Regions from separate parts of the Mus musculus genome. Here region 1 is linked to region 2. A link is a contact called in public HiChIP or PLAC-seq data. All regions are on one chromosome and are shown on one strand. The core of a region is the stretch at or near the end of the contact, and the rest is flanking DNA. Distances in the headings are between cores, read along the strand shown. Region 1 overlaps Lrsam1 (leucine rich repeat and sterile alpha motif containing 1). Region 2 holds the start of Stxbp1 (syntaxin binding protein 1).

The links. HiChIP or PLAC-seq counts read pairs in DNA pulled down with a chosen protein or histone mark.
Region 1: a contact with region 2 is called in an H3K27ac HiChIP or PLAC-seq map of embryonic stem cells, with 17 read pairs. The contact joins the enhancer-like site here to the promoter of Stxbp1 in region 2. A contact is called at or near these places in 1 of 39 promoter capture datasets (embryonic stem cells), 1 of 15 datasets of contacts at CTCF or cohesin (the NIH/3T3 cell line), 41 of 484 Hi-C or Micro-C datasets (the AML12 cell line, B cells, the Ba/F3 cell line and 24 more), 7 of 115 datasets of contacts at active chromatin or transcription factors (the HPC-7 cell line, embryonic stem cells, epiblast stem cells and 1 more) and 3 of 9 other capture datasets (adipose tissue, liver and pancreatic islet).

What each region holds. Positions count from the first base shown.
Region 1 is chr2:32,938,119-32,945,478 of GRCm38.p6, forward strand. It overlaps Lrsam1 (leucine rich repeat and sterile alpha motif containing 1), which reads right to left. Exons shown (of 26, transcript NM_199302.3): 14 at 7,324-7,360; 15 at 6,587-6,631; 16 at 3,685-3,755; 17 at 2,123-2,222; 18 at 679-766. Among named protein-coding and RNA genes, the nearest start is that of Lrsam1, 20 kb to the right of the region's middle. Within about 2 kb of position 3,188, at least 11 of the 459 cell types and tissues checked have an H3K27ac peak or open chromatin away from gene starts, as enhancers often do. A contact at or near this core is called in embryonic stem cells and induced pluripotent stem cells, where this site is marked.
Region 2 is chr2:32,845,136-32,852,427 of GRCm38.p6, forward strand. It overlaps Stxbp1 (syntaxin binding protein 1), which reads right to left and starts at 2,097. Exons shown (of 19, transcript NM_009295.2): 1 at 1,920-2,097. The coding sequence starts at 1,956. It overlaps Gm13524 (predicted gene 13524), which reads left to right and starts at 801. Exons shown (of 2, transcript NR_166175.1): 1 at 801-1,300; 2 at 2,622-5,310.

The DNA.
Region 1 (7,360 bases), core at 1,938-4,437, 94 kb after region 2:
GGGTGGCTTCCCTATGTAGCTGCAGGTCAAGGGTGACTTTCATTTCCAGGCCTCCAGAAGCCGCCTCCCACATGGTAAGATTACAGGTGTGCATTACTCACCCTTTTATGTGGTGCTGGGGATGGAACTGGGTCTTTGGGAATCTGGGAAATCCCTCTAACCACCAAGCCACCTCTCTGGCCTTGAACAGTGCATTCTAGAACAGGTGGCATGCCTGCTTCTGCTGCCCATTTCACAGATGAGGAACTGGTGACAAATGCTAAATCTACCCAGATCCCCAGCCAGCCCTTAGCCACAGGCAGGTGCCCTCTCTGAGAAACAGGGTCCTTGGTCCCAGAGGTAAATCATATCAGCTTGGGAGAGGGGAGGAGCCAGAAAGGGACGTGGAAAAGCCTGGGAAAGCCGGCTGAGCAGGGCTGGGATGACCCATAGGCAAAGGCCGTGACAAGCACAGGAAGAACCAAGGGCTAGCTTCAGGGAAAGCCTAAGGGAGTGCGGTGGGGCCTTGCTTGGTGCATCTCAGGCTCCACATGGCACCTGCAGAGTCTCAGCAAAGGAGAAAGCTGCAGAGAGCAGCAGTGTGTGTGACAGACAAGAGACAGATGCCCCGCAGGCTCCCTGAGCAGGACGCCTGGAGTCCTACAGAAGGGTGCAGTCAGGCCCCAGGCAAAGGCTCACCTCCTGAAGGATCTGGCTGATGGCTTTGTTCTGATCCATCTGCTGCCAAGACAGAATCTGCTGGAACCGCTTGTCCATTTCAGCCATGCTGCCAGAAAAAAAAAAAAAACAGCACAGTTACTCACTGCATATTTCTTGAGCACCTACTGTGTGCTGGGCACCTACTGTGTGCTGGGCACCTTAGAGGAGACAGAGATAAACAACCACTCAACATTCCTGACAGGGCATCAAGGACGAGGATGTCAAGGAGGGTGGCAGAGCTTCCATTTGGCAGAGTCACCGGGCCTTGAGTCCAACCCTCCACTGGACCTTCTTCACTACACCCCCTGCGGTGGATGCTGGGCTCCTCCCTAACCACAGCACCTTGGAGAGTCACACAGCTTCTGGAATGTTCCTACTAGCATTTCCTCACTGGCCGTACTCTTTGTATAGCCCTACAACACGGTTGGTAATTATGGCACAGAACCTGTAACCTCAGGCTGCCAACATCAGCACAGTCTTAGCTTTAAGTTACTTTCACATTACCTTAAACTTTTTTTTCTTTTATTGGCTGGGCGATAGTGGTGCACACCTTTAATCCCAACATCTCTAAATTAGAGGCCAGCCTGGTCTACAGAGTGAGTTTCAGGACAGCTAGGGCTACAAAGAAAAACCCTGTCTTGAAAAACAAACAAACAAACAAACAAAAATTTTTAAATGACTTTAAAAATTTTTATTTTATATGCATGGGTATTTCGCCTACATATAATGTAAGTTCGTTATATGTGTGTAGTGCCCATGGAAACCAGAAGAGGGCACCAGATCACTTCAAACTGGAGTTCATGTGGGTGTTACCAAATGAACCCATTTACAGAAGCAGCCAGTGCTTTTAACAGCTGAGCCATCTCTGCAGGAGGGTGGGGAGGGAGGAGGGTGCGGTGCTGGAAAGCAGGCAAGTACTCGCACTTGCTCGCTTGAGTTCTAAGGCAGGGTCTCAGTAGCTCAGGTGCTGAATTCACTCTCTGGTTTGCTCTGGAACTCCCCATTTCCCGGCCTCTACTTACCAAGTGCTAGTATTACAAGCCTGAGCACCAAGCCAGCAAAGATTTTACTTTCTTGTTAGTTTTTGTTTGTTTGTTTGTTTGTGACCATGCCCCCGCCCCGTCCCCAACTTCAGCTTTGATGTAGAGCGGGACAGATAACACTTCCATCCCCATACTCAGGCCAGCACTTGGCACACAGGTGGGCTTGGAGGTAGAGGCCACCCTCACTTTATCACTGTCTGACCCTGACTCATGAGTCTGGATGGAAGAATCCGGAGGCTGGCCGTCCATCACCTGTCCCTGGTAATCTGTCCAAACCCGGGACGGCCCAGGGAGTTCAGTGTCCAGCTCTCGCTCCCGTCTCGGGACCCCAGCCAACACCCTCGGAGCCCTCACCTGGGAACACACATTCCTTACCTTACCTGGAACAGGCCTGCTGCGCCAGGCTCTGCCTCTGAGACTCATAGGCCATCTGGATGAGCCGGCTCTTACAGCTCTCCGTCAGCATCTGCTGCATGGCGGCTGTGGAGAGAAGGCTGTGAGCCGCTGAGAAAAGGCTAGGGATCCCGGGTAAGGCCAAAGGGGTCACCTGCTTACTGGTGGACAGTTATCCTAAACAAAGTCCCCCCGCCCCCCTTTCCTTCCATCACTGCTAGATAGCCCAGCCTGGCCTTGAACTCTCAATCCTCCTGTCCCAGCATCCTGAGTTCCGTGATTGCAGATGAGTATCAGCACCCAGCTCTAAAAAATACCTACATTGCTGGGCCGTGCTGGCGCATGTCTGTAGTCCCAGTACTCAGGAGACAGAGGCAGGAGAATCTCTGAGTTTGAGGCTTGTGCACCCTGTACATGCAGAGCCTGGGGAGGCCAGATGATGGCACTGCATCCCCTGGGACTGGAGTTACAGATGTCCTGAGCCACCATAAGGTTCTGGGATTAGAATCCAGGTCCTTTGGAAGAGCAGTAACTACTGAGCCAGCTCTCTAGTTTTTTGGTAGATTTATTAGAGCAGTAAGGGGATGGGGGTCAAGGCGGGGGTGGGGGGGAGCTAGAGAGATGGCTCAGCAGTTAAGAGTACAGATTGCTCTTCAAGCGGTCCTGAGTTCAATTTCCAGCAACCACAGGGTGGCTCACAACCATCTGTAATGGGATGCAATGCCCTTTTCCAGTATGTCGGTGTGTCGGAAAACATTAACAGTATACTCATATAAATAAAATAAATAAATCTTTAAAAATAGAGAGAGCAGTTCAGGGCCGGGAGTGGCTCAGTGGCCGTGTACTTGCCCAGCCTGTGCAAGGCCTGTTCAATCAAAGCAAAGCACCCAGGAAGTGTGACAGGCTTAGAAACTCAAACCCCTGGATGTGGGTCCTGCCTCTGTGGAATTAACCTAATAAACACCATTCGGTGACTTTCACAGCTGTTCCTTAACTGTGACCTTGAACAGAGCTGTCAGTGGGCTGAGCCCTCTGTAGGTGTGGTGAACACCTGTGTGTCAAGTGTCTGGCTCTGTCTGAAAGCCCTTCCAGGACAAAGGCCCCAAAGATAAGGAGAGCCCATCTCCATTTTAACTAAGGGCAAGCTCAGCTTCAGAGACCCTCCTCAGCTCCCGGCTGCAGGCTCTCAGACCTGTCTGGGGCAGGTGCCACTGGTGGGTACATGTGGAGCTCAGGACCACACTGGGCACACCAGGAAGGGGAAGTCTGCCCAGGAGCCAAGTGAGCTGATGCCAGCTCTCGGTGACAGGTTTGTGACATGCCCAGGCTTGACCCCTGGGATCCTCCTGAAGGTCCCATGTTTTCCCTGTGTAGTTTCCCCCACTCTATAGACAGAAAATTCGAGACTCAGAATCCAAGCTTGGCTGACCCTGGGGCCTGAGCTCCAGGACAGACTTGGCTGCCCTTCCACAGAGTGGACACTCAGTACCCTGCCCGGGTAACAGAGAGGCTACCTGAAAGCTCTGTCCAGAAATCTCCCACAACTCACCGGCGATCTCACGCTGCCTGAGGTTCTCTGTCTCCTCCTGGGTGATGGACATCAACTGCTCCATTCTTATTCTGGAGAAAAAGCAAAAGCAAAACGCATCCACTCATTCTTCAAATACATTTCAACAAGAATCTCACCAGAGCCAGGCTGTGATGGTGCACACCTTCAATCCCAGCACTTGGGAGACAGACACAAGTAGATGTCTGTGAGTTCAAGGCCAGCAGTTCTAAGACAGCCAGGGCTACACAGAGAAGCCCTGTCTTGAAAAATAAAATAATGAAAATAAAGTCCATGTATGGTACATAAACAGACATTGGCCTAAAAGCAGCTCAAACAGGCTTTTATTCATCCGAGGAGGGTCTATCATGTAGCCCTGACTGCTGCCTTTGCCTTCAGAGTACAAACAAGGTTTTAAAACTGATTATGGGTATGGGTCTTCTGCCTACGTGAATATCTATTCTCCACATTTGTGCCTGGGGCCACAGAAGCCAGAAGGCATCACACCCCTTGGAACCGGAGTTATAGCTGGTTGTGAGCCACCATGTGGGTGCTAGGGATTGAACCAGGTCCTCTGGAAGAGCAGCCAGTGTTCTCATCTACTGAGCCATTTCTCCAGCCCCTATAAACACGGTTTTTGGCATAAAACTCATCTATGACATAAGAAGTGGACACATTTAAAGGTAACTTTGCATACATGCACGCACGCTGAAACTTTGCATATACACATGCACGCTGAAACTTTGCATACATACACCCACAAACGCTGTAATGTGCTGTTTTGCATTCACCAGAATTGGCCTGATCGATTAGTGCCTTGTTCCTGGGTGTGACTTAGTTCAAGGCCTGGAGTCTCTCAGAGGCTCCACTTGCTGCTACTGATACGAGATTGTCCTCTGAGCCGGTCTAGCCCAGCACCAGATATGGTCTGTCAGGAAGGCTTGAATGGATGGCAGCACCAGTTACTGCTCAGCTGCGCCTCAACAGCCACACAACAGGATTGGACTAGGCAGACCCCAGGGAGGACTCTCAAGATCTTCCTAGGTGGTGAGGGCTAAGATGACTGGGGGAGGGGAGGTTCCCAGGATAGCTCAGAAATACCATTATCGTGGTGCCCAGGAGAATCAGGAGAGACACAGCAGACACCTTGGGAAGGAACAGGCCAAGGTGCCCTTCCTACCATCGTTTTGTTTGTTTGTTTCTCCTTCCTTCCTGTCTTTTAAAAATTCATTTTTCATTTGTTTTTTTGGACAGGCCTCACTACGTTAGCCTGGAACTTCCCATGTAGACCAGGCTGGTCTTGAGCTTGGGATTGTCTTGATTGCTTGGGTTATAGACATGCCCCACCATGCTCAGTCTTACCTTGTGTGTGTGTGTGTATACATATGTGCATATATGTGTATGTGTGTGTGTGTGCGCGAGTATACGTGTTTGCAGAGGCCGTGGGTCAATGCTACACGTCTCCCTCTCTCTCTGTCCATATGATTTTTTGAGACAGGATTTCTCATTGAACCTGGAGCTTCAATAGGTCAGCTGGCCAGTGAGCCTCAGATTCCTGTCTCTGTCCCTCATCCTGCAATTACAGGCATGCACTGCCATGCTTGAGTTTATGTGGATGCTAGGCTAGGTCTGAACTCATCTCATGCCTGTGTCCTCATCTCATGCAAGCTCTTTACTGAGCCTTCTCTCAGGCCCTTTCTGGTACAGAATGGAGCGGGACTTCTATACTGTGCAATAGAAGCTGGCTTTGAACTCCCTATCCCTCCAAACTCCTGCTTCTGCTTCCCTGATGCGAGAATGACAGCTGTGTGCCAGCCTGACCTACTCTCCCTTAGGACAAATGTGTTCTGTCTCAAAGTAGCCAACTTGGTAAATACCCACGACAAAGAGAAAAGGCAAGGGCCACAACTGTACTTCCTGTCTGTCACAGTGCCCAGTGGTAACCCTGGGATGGGTCCCTCTGCTTTCCACATGCAAAACATCTGAAGAGTGAGTGAGGAGGCTGCTTAAATTCTTGCCCTTCTAGCAATGGAGTGGTGTGGTCAGTCCTGTGTATCTGTGGGTTCTCTGTCTGCTGATTAACAATACTTGGAAAAACCCTGTGTCTGTATTGGTGTGAGCATATTTCCCCTAGTAGAGCAGAGCTGCTATTTGTGTTTGTATCGTATCGTATCGTATCGTATCGTATCGTATCGTATCGTATCGTATCGTACCGGGTTTTACAGGGCTCTGGAGAGGGTTTAGAGCAGACAGGGGCTGTGTGAGGCTCTAGGCAAATACTTCACATACCTGAGGGACTTGAGCAGCTATTGCTCTGTTGCTTGGGGGACAAAAGTATCACATTCTTTTTTTTACAGACATGAATTTTAAAAAATTTCATTCATTTATTTTTGGTTTACAACAAGGTCTCTCTATGCAGCTCTGGCTGTCCTGGAATTCACTATGTAGACCAGGTTGGCCTTGAACTCACAGAGATCCAATTGCCTCTGTCTCCTTTGTGCTGGGATTAAAGGGATACACAACCACATCTGGACTAATTTTTAAAAATGTTTTTATACCTGAAGTACAGATAGTCATTACACATCCAGCTTTCTTCCTTCATATTTTTGAGTTTTTTTCACAAGTGTATATATATTTTAGGAAACTCAAAAAGAATCACTATTAGTTAGATGCCAAGAGGTGACCCTATCCTAGAGCATTAGGGTGATTGCCCAGCACAAGCTGGAAGGGCCTACGGCTGCCTTTCCCCAGGGCTGTGAGCACCCAAGGGTATCTACCCTCAGAGTTGTGAGTCCCCCAGCATGTCCATCTCCCAGGGCTGTGAGCACCCTAGGGTGTCTGTCTCCCAGAGCTGTGAGCACTCAGGGAACTTTCTCTAGACATGTGGTCCCAGAGGCCCACTCACCTCTCATTCTCCAGCGATTTCAGAATCTCAGAACTCTTCTTTTGCCTGTGGGAAAAACCAGAGACCTGTGGTCCTGTGGGCGCCAACAATGCTGCTTCCAACCAGGCTGCCCCCTCACCACACTGACTGAGCCATCAATCACCCAGGAGCTCTGCTCGAGCTGGGGAGCCCCCTCTAGCTCTCCTGTGACAGGGTGAAGCACTTCCTAGGCGACTGGGTAAGCTGTGGGAATACAGCGCCTGGCACGGAAGCACCAGCAGGGCTTTCTCTCCTGAAGCTCTGACAGATGACAGGGGAACAAGGCCTGGAAGCAGGAAGCCTAGAGCTAGTGGGGCATGCGGCTGCAGCCAGTTTCTAGAACCTTCTGCGGCGGACCCCAAACTAGGTATTTTCAGGCTTCTTGAGATCTCTACTTGGCTCCTTTCTCTGCAATCCTGTCATGAAGTTCTTATATTAGACAGTCTGTTCTATATAAGACAGCCTGTTGCCTATAGGGTGATTGGCTAACCTCAGGCGACAGGCTCCTTGGAAGCCAAACGCAGGAAGGCTGTGATTCCTGCCTGCTGATATACAGAAGGGAAATGAGCTGCGGGGTCAGCTGTCTGGTGACAGAACCCCATTCTGAGAACCAAACTGAAACAGTTTTCTTGGTTCCTATCAGAGGAGCGCTCGGGCAGGGATGAAGACCGAGGAGAGCCCCTGGTCCTCAGAGGGCACTCGGGCTGGCCAGGACTGACCTCTGGTTGTCCTGCAGGAGTCTCTGAATGCGGCTGG
Region 2 (7,292 bases), core at 847-3,346:
AGGGCTGTAAAGTGAGACCTTGTCTCGCATTAACAAAAAATAAGCTGAAGTTGGTGGCTCACAGCTATAATCTTCAGCATTTGTGACGCTGAGGCAGGAGGATTAAGATAAATTTAATGCCAGTCTAAGTTACATAGTGCCTTCTGGGCCAGCAGCTTGGACTGTAGAGACTGTCTTGGGGGAGATTCTTTAATAAGTATTTTATCATTCAAATGTAGTATTCAAAATATAATACCTGGAATACAACATTCGATCCCATACCTCTAGCCCTTGAAAAGGGGGGTATAAAGAAAACTTTATGTATGTAGAATGCAAGGATGTTATTTTTACTTAAACTACAAGGAAACGGACACTAGATTAAAAAAAATTAATTAACAGTGATTTCAGCAAGTCATTTAACTGCTCCAAGCCTCAATTGTTTTCCCATAGGTGAAAATGAAGATGTTGACGACAGAAAATCCCTAGGGATACTTGCAGCCTTAACCACCAATTCTCCTCAGAAAACAATTCAAGTAGCCTTTACAGCACGGGTGCTAGCATAAGCATTTAAAAAGGTCGACTTTTGGTTTTGTTTTTATAATAATTTCTCCTGATGTACTATATCAGGGAAGAGTATCCCCCCCCCCTACTCATACCAGTCAAAAGATAAGGGTTAGGCAGTTAGTACGCTCAACAGTTATGCTGCATTTGATGGGGGGTGGGGGGCGGGGAGGAAGCTGCCATAGAACAGGATCACTGAAAAGGGAAACTGTAAATTTCCACCTCTCCTACAGGGAAAAGGCACTTTCATTTTCTCTCTCACTCTAAAAAGATAGCCAAAGTCACAGCAGTGTTCACGCGGTTTCATTGTAAAGACGTGCCAAAATACTTAAGAGGCACTATTTTTCTACCTAGGTCACCCATCTTTGAGAATACCGACAGCCCGCCCTCACTTCGACGCTCCCCATCCATTATTAAAAAAAAATAAATAAATAAATTTAAACATGTCTGCTGTGCCTTTCATGCAAACCTATAAACAGTCACATCTTCCCCGCAGCGACGCCCAGGTCTGAGTCCCACAAGCAGCGAGACTGCAGACTGCGGCGCTGGCTGGGGCCACTCCTCCCGCGACACTCCGAAACTGCTCCCCTTTCCCTTGGGATTTCTAAGGGTTCGGACCAGCTAAGACCCCTCCCTTTAAGTCCAGCCCGGGGAAGGGGAGGCGGAGAGAGCCTTGCGGAAGCAGTGCCACAGGAAAACCCCGTGTCCCCTGCCCAGCTGGCAGGAGTGGCCCTGGCGGCGCGCGCCCAGCCGCTCCCAGGTGGGTCTCTGCAGCCGGGGACAGCGCCCTGCTCCCGGGAGAGGGAGGCAGGGAGGGAGGAGGACGCAGGCCAGGCTTCGTTCGTCACGATTCACGAGGGAGGGTGGGAAAGAGGGAGGGATTGGAGACAGAAAGAAAGGGGGGGGGGAGCGGAATTGAGAGCTCTGGATATGCAGAAGGCAAGGAAAGGAGACGGTAGGAAAGGAATACGTCTGGAGAAGAGTTGGGGTGCAGAAGGGTGATGCTGCAGAGGAGGGTGGTGGGCTGGAGGGGATAAAGGCGCGGGTGGGGGAGGTGAACAGGGAGAGAGAGAGAGAGGAGAGGGATGGGATGAAGGGAGAGATGGCGTGATGGAAGTGAATGGATGAAGGTAAAAAGGAAAACGAGATGTTTATGAAGGCGAGGTATGAGGAGGAGGGATGGGATGAAGAGAGGTGGAGGAATAGAGACTGAGGAGGCGTCTGGGGTGAGGAGGACCGAGGTGAAGAGGGGATCTGGGTGAAGCGTGAGTCAGGGAAGCCTGCTGGCCGCAGGAAGCCAGAGGGGCATCCCTCCCGGGAGGGCGGCGCCTGAATAACGGGTTTCGCCGGCCCCGGGGCAGCACCCGGACGCCACTTACTCTCTCCGACCACCGCCTTGAGGCCAATGGGGGCCATGGCGTTCTTCGAGTCTTCGGGCTCCGATGCTCCTCCCGCGACACCGTCGCCTCCCCCGGGCCGCGCGCCCCGCTGTCTGCAGCCCGCCGCCCCGCAGTCGCGCTCGGGACCGACTGACGCGCGGACTCCGCGCGGGGGCGCGACTCGGGCCAAAGCGAGGCTGTGTAGCGGCCAGCGCGCGCGGGAGGGGCGGGGCTGCGGGGCGGGGCCTCGCGCCAGCCGTCATCGTCACCCGCGCGCTGCCGCCAATAGAAGCGCGGCCCGGGCGCGAGACCCCGCCCTCCGGGATGCAGGCTCCGGGAGCGCCCTCCCCTGCGCCTCACGCTCGCGCCAGGGCCTCAGGGTCCTAAAATCCCCTCGCCAGCCCTGCACGGGCTGCCCAGGTCATGGGAATCTCCCTAAAGCCAGGCTGTGATGCTCTTCCTGCTTTTTTGGGAGCCTTCCATTTTCTCCTGCCAAAAAACCGAACTCTGAGAGCAGATTCTTATTAACTGTAGTCCCATTCCCAGCCACAACATAGGCTTACAGTACACTGACACTATCCCTGTGTCTCTGTGGTCTGTTTACCATTGATGGAGAGCTAAGCTCTGTGTTACACACCTTTCAGGTATCATTTTACTAAATTCGCGCAATAACCGAACATCATTTCTAATCTTCATTTTCAGGTACAAAAACACACCCGAGGCGCTTGCTGTTGTACCATTTATCTATCAGTCACTAATGAATATTATTCTCCCATAACTATGTATAAGCTATGTATATGAATTACTATGGATATTCTGTATACTGGAGCTGCACTCGTGCACAAGACATGGAACAAATCCAGTAGTTTCCAAAGTCCAAATCTAATTAGGAAATACTACAGAATCAACTCTGGACTCAGCATCTCCTTCCTCCTGTCTACATGGTCACATACTGGTTTTCGAGGTTCCATCTTTGCTAATGAAGAAGGTTGCTTTGGAAATACAGAACAAGAGTAGGAGACGTACCTCAGAGGTGGAGCACTTGCTTGTTATATGCAAGGTCTCCACTTTGATCCCTGATGGTGGAAAATAAAATAAAGTGCAAAGAAAAAATGAACAAGTCCAACTAACTTAAAAATCACAAAGGATGGGGCTGGAGAGATGGCTCAGTGGTTAAGAGCACTGGCTGTTCTTCCAGAGGTCCTCAGTTAAAGTCTTAGCATTCACATGACAGCTCACAATTGTCTGTGACTGTATCTAGTAGGACCAAATGCCCTCTTCTGATGTGCATACATGCCAACAGAATACCCACATACATAAAATACATGCATGAATAAATCTTTTTTAAAAACATTTTTAAAAGGAAAAATCACAAAGGAGCCAGGTGTGGTAACACATACCTTTAGTCCTAGCACTCAGGAGACAGAAAGCTAGGGGGTCCCTGAGTTTGAGACCAGTCTGGTCTACAGAGCAAGTTTCAGAAAAGCCTGGTCTATAGAACAAGTTGAGGGACAGCCAGGGCTACACAGAAAATCGCTATCTTTACAAACAAACAAGAAAGAACCACAAAGGAGGGCATAGCAGCACAGACCTTTAATCCCAGCACTTGGGAGGTAGAGGCAGGACAAACTCTGTGAGTTCTTGGCCAGCCTGGTCTACATAGTGAGTTTCAGGCAAGCCAGAGCTACATATACCCAGTTTAAAAAAACAAAACAAAACAAAACAAAACGACAACAACAAACTCCCAAAGGCAGAGCTATTGAGAGGGCTCAGTGGGTAAAGGCACTTGTCGTCTGGCCTTATATCCTAAGTTTGACCCCCTGGAATCCAGTTAGTGCATGGAGCAAGCAGACTCCCACACGTTCTCTGACCTCCACACACGCACAGTGGCGCTTGGTATCAGACATTAGGTAAATATAATAAAACTTTTACAGCAGTTCTCTGGAACCAACTCCCTAAAATTGTCTGACTTCCACATGAGTGCCACAGAGTGTGTACATACATCATACTTACGTATACATATAATAAAAATTTTTTTAATCATAAAGGACTGCTAGACACGGTGGCAAACATCCCAGTGTTTGAGAGGGTAAGGCAAGAGACTTTCTGTGAACTTCTGCCAGCCTGGGCTACATGGTAATCTCCTGTCTCAAAAACCTGAAACAAATAGGCTACAAAGTATGGCTATGAAGTCCATGAGTACCCCACACGTGTGGACAGCCCTGTGATCTGGGACCCTTTCCGCATATCATTCAGAAATCAAGTGATTTTTTTTTTTTATAGACGAGGACCCTGGGATTCAGAGAGGCTGTATTGAGTAGTGGCCAAGTAGTAATTCAAGTACTTTTTAAAACAAATGCATTTATTTATTTATTTATTTATTTAATCTATCGATCTATTTACTTAGACAGGACTTACTATGTGGCCCCGTTTGGTTTAGAATGTGCAGAAATCTACCTGCTTCTGCCTCCTGGTGCTGGGGTTAAAGGTGTTTGCCATTCCTGGCTTTAGTCATAGTTTATGATAATTTGCTTTTGCTTTTTTTTTTTTTTTTGGTTTTTCAAGACAGGGTTTCTCTGTGTAGCCCTGGCTGTCCTGGAACTCACTCTGTAGACCAGGCTGGCCTCGAACTCAGAAATCCGTCTACCTCTGCCTCCCGAGTGCTGGGCTTGAAGGCTTAGCCACCACTGCTCCCCACTCCCCAAGCATGTAACAGGGGCCCATGTAGCTCAGACTGGCCTTAAACTTGATATGTAGCTCAGGATGACCTTCAATCCCTCATTCTCTCGTCACCTCTCACAAGCTGGAAACCTAGGCATGCACCACCATGTCTGATTTATGTTGTGCCATCAGTCTACCAGCTAAGCTCAGCCTTAGTCCCTAGAAATACAACTCTGTTATAATTTGAATTCTGAGCTACTGTCTTATACAGTACAACAAGAAAAGAAGCGAAAGCCTAAGGAAGAATTTTCCAAGGTCGTGAAGTGAGTCATGGTGGAACGTCAAACACTGTATGTCCTAGTTCAAGACACCGGCACCAAGATGAGAAGATTTGACAACATTCTGTCATGAAAAATAAATGTTGGCAGGATCTGGGATTGATGAGGCAAGGCTCCAGGCACGTCTGTGAAGGGTTCTGGTGACTCTGTTAGCCTCTGGGCATACCCGTGGGAGGCTATTGTGATTAGGCTAATTGAGGTGGGAAGACCTGCCCACAATGGTTGGTATCATTCCCTAGGCTGTGAGCTGTGCCATAATAGGCATTGCTTTCTGCTTCCTGACTGTGGACACGGTGTGACCAGCCACCTCAAGCTCCTACCTTCCTTCCTACCTTGCCATAATGGACTTGCCCTTGAACTGTAAACCAAAAATAAATGTTTTCTTCCTTAAAGTACTTTCATCAGGATGTTTTATCACAAGAACAGGAAAGGGAACCCAGACATCTGGCCTCGACTCCAGTTTTCACCTATAGGACCTTTTGTTTCCTTCCTAGGCAGAAGGTACAATATGTCTTCTCTCCATGTCTCAGTACAGAACCCATTGGTACATCTGGAGATGGAGCTAGTGTGCGTAAATGTGAGGGAACCCCGGGTACAGTTGTGACACCACATGCTCCTTCCTTAACCAGCTGGCATGTATCAACAGAGACTCTTCAGTTAATGCATCTACCACAGAAAATGAATTGGAAGTTTGAAAAATCCCTTCTGGCTGAGTTGGGATGTTGAGGGCTGGATTGTCGTTCACTCAGTCAAGTGGGCCAATCAGGGTTAACAGAGTAGCATCAGATGTCCATCCCCCCCCCCCCGCCCCCGTGCTGTAAGGCATAACCCCTGCCCTTGTGGGTCTGTCTGATGGCCCAGACAGATGGTAGTAGGGGAGTCACACATGCTGGAAAGTGCTGAAACAGGAAAGGGACTGTGAAAGTCACTGACAGCAGGGCACCTGACCCAAGAACTGGCTGGGCTACAGTCAGAGAGGGCTCCTTGAACCAAAGCGTGGGGGGGGGGGGTTGGGAGGATTGGGGGCGTAGCAAGGGGGGATGGGAGAGCATCCTATCCCCCTACAGTAGGTGCAAAACCTAGCAATAGGAATGACTTTGACTTCTCCAGGAAAAGAGAGTCCATTGTGATTACATCAGAGAACCTAAGAGTCAGGTTGGCAGGCAGAGCTCTAGGAGAGGGGCCTGCTGCGTTGCTCAGGGACTTTCAGGTGGGGTGCGATCTCTGTACAAGGAACCTCTTCAGAGATCACAGCAAATATAGCAGCTCCTTATTTTCAGCAGAAACAAGGACCAGAAAAAAGAGTTTCTGTATGTGAGTGTACTTGGGGTGTTCCCTGTCAGTGGCTAAGGTCAGAATGGATGCTATTTTTAAAAAGAAAGTTCAGAGAGCAAGTGGGATGAGACCGTGAACCCACCCACCGCAGAGCCTGATTTTGGTGGGTGCTGGCTCCTATAATCCTGGCACTTGGGATGTGGAAGCAAAGGACAGAAGAGCTCAAGTGATCGAGATGACCTTCCTTCATCCTTGGCTATGAAGCAAGTTCAAGGACAGACTGAGCTTACTTGAAATCCTATCAGGAAAATAAAGATCCCTACCCTGACTTTGAGATCACACTGAATGTGGAATCCATCACCCGGCTCCAGACTTCCAGACATCTCTGAACCTTGGTTTCCCCATCTGTGAAACTTCTCTCTCAGGGTAGCTCTGAGGATACAGGGCAATGACCAACTGTGTAAAATCTCTCCCAGGCAGACATCACTCACAATGTATTTAGAGAGGATGCGTGTTGAGATAGAGTCTTCCTAGATAACCCCAGACTGGCTTCAAACTAGCAATAATCCTCCTGCCTCAGCCTCTCGAGTTCTGGGATTAGAGGTGAGCTATCTGTATTCTGCATTGGCTGAAAGTTTGAGACATCACAAAATACTCAGCATTCATTGGGCTCTTACTCCTACTCCATTAAGTTGGTGATATTATTTTCTCAGGGCCTGCCAAGGTTAAGCTACCAGGCCAAAGTCATAAGGCTGTAAATGCAGACCAGATACTCCACTCCAGCCCTCATCTCCTGATGCCCAGTGGAGGCTGCAGAGCCCAGGAAGCAGTCTATGGCAGAAGGAGAGGTTTGGCTATGTGGGCAGCTTGTTATGCACGTATCAGCGACAGGAATCAGATCACCTCGGGAATTTGAGCCCAATCAGGTTCATTGCCCATCACTCCACCTCAGCCCCGAGCGCGACCAGACCGGGATGATGCCGCAGGATGCTTAGAGAAGTCTAGCCTCCCTGGCCAGCAGAGGCGCAGGTGCGCTTACAGTTACGCATGCGTGGCCCGCAGCCTCTGCAGAGCTCGCTGCAGACCTGCTGCAGGCGTG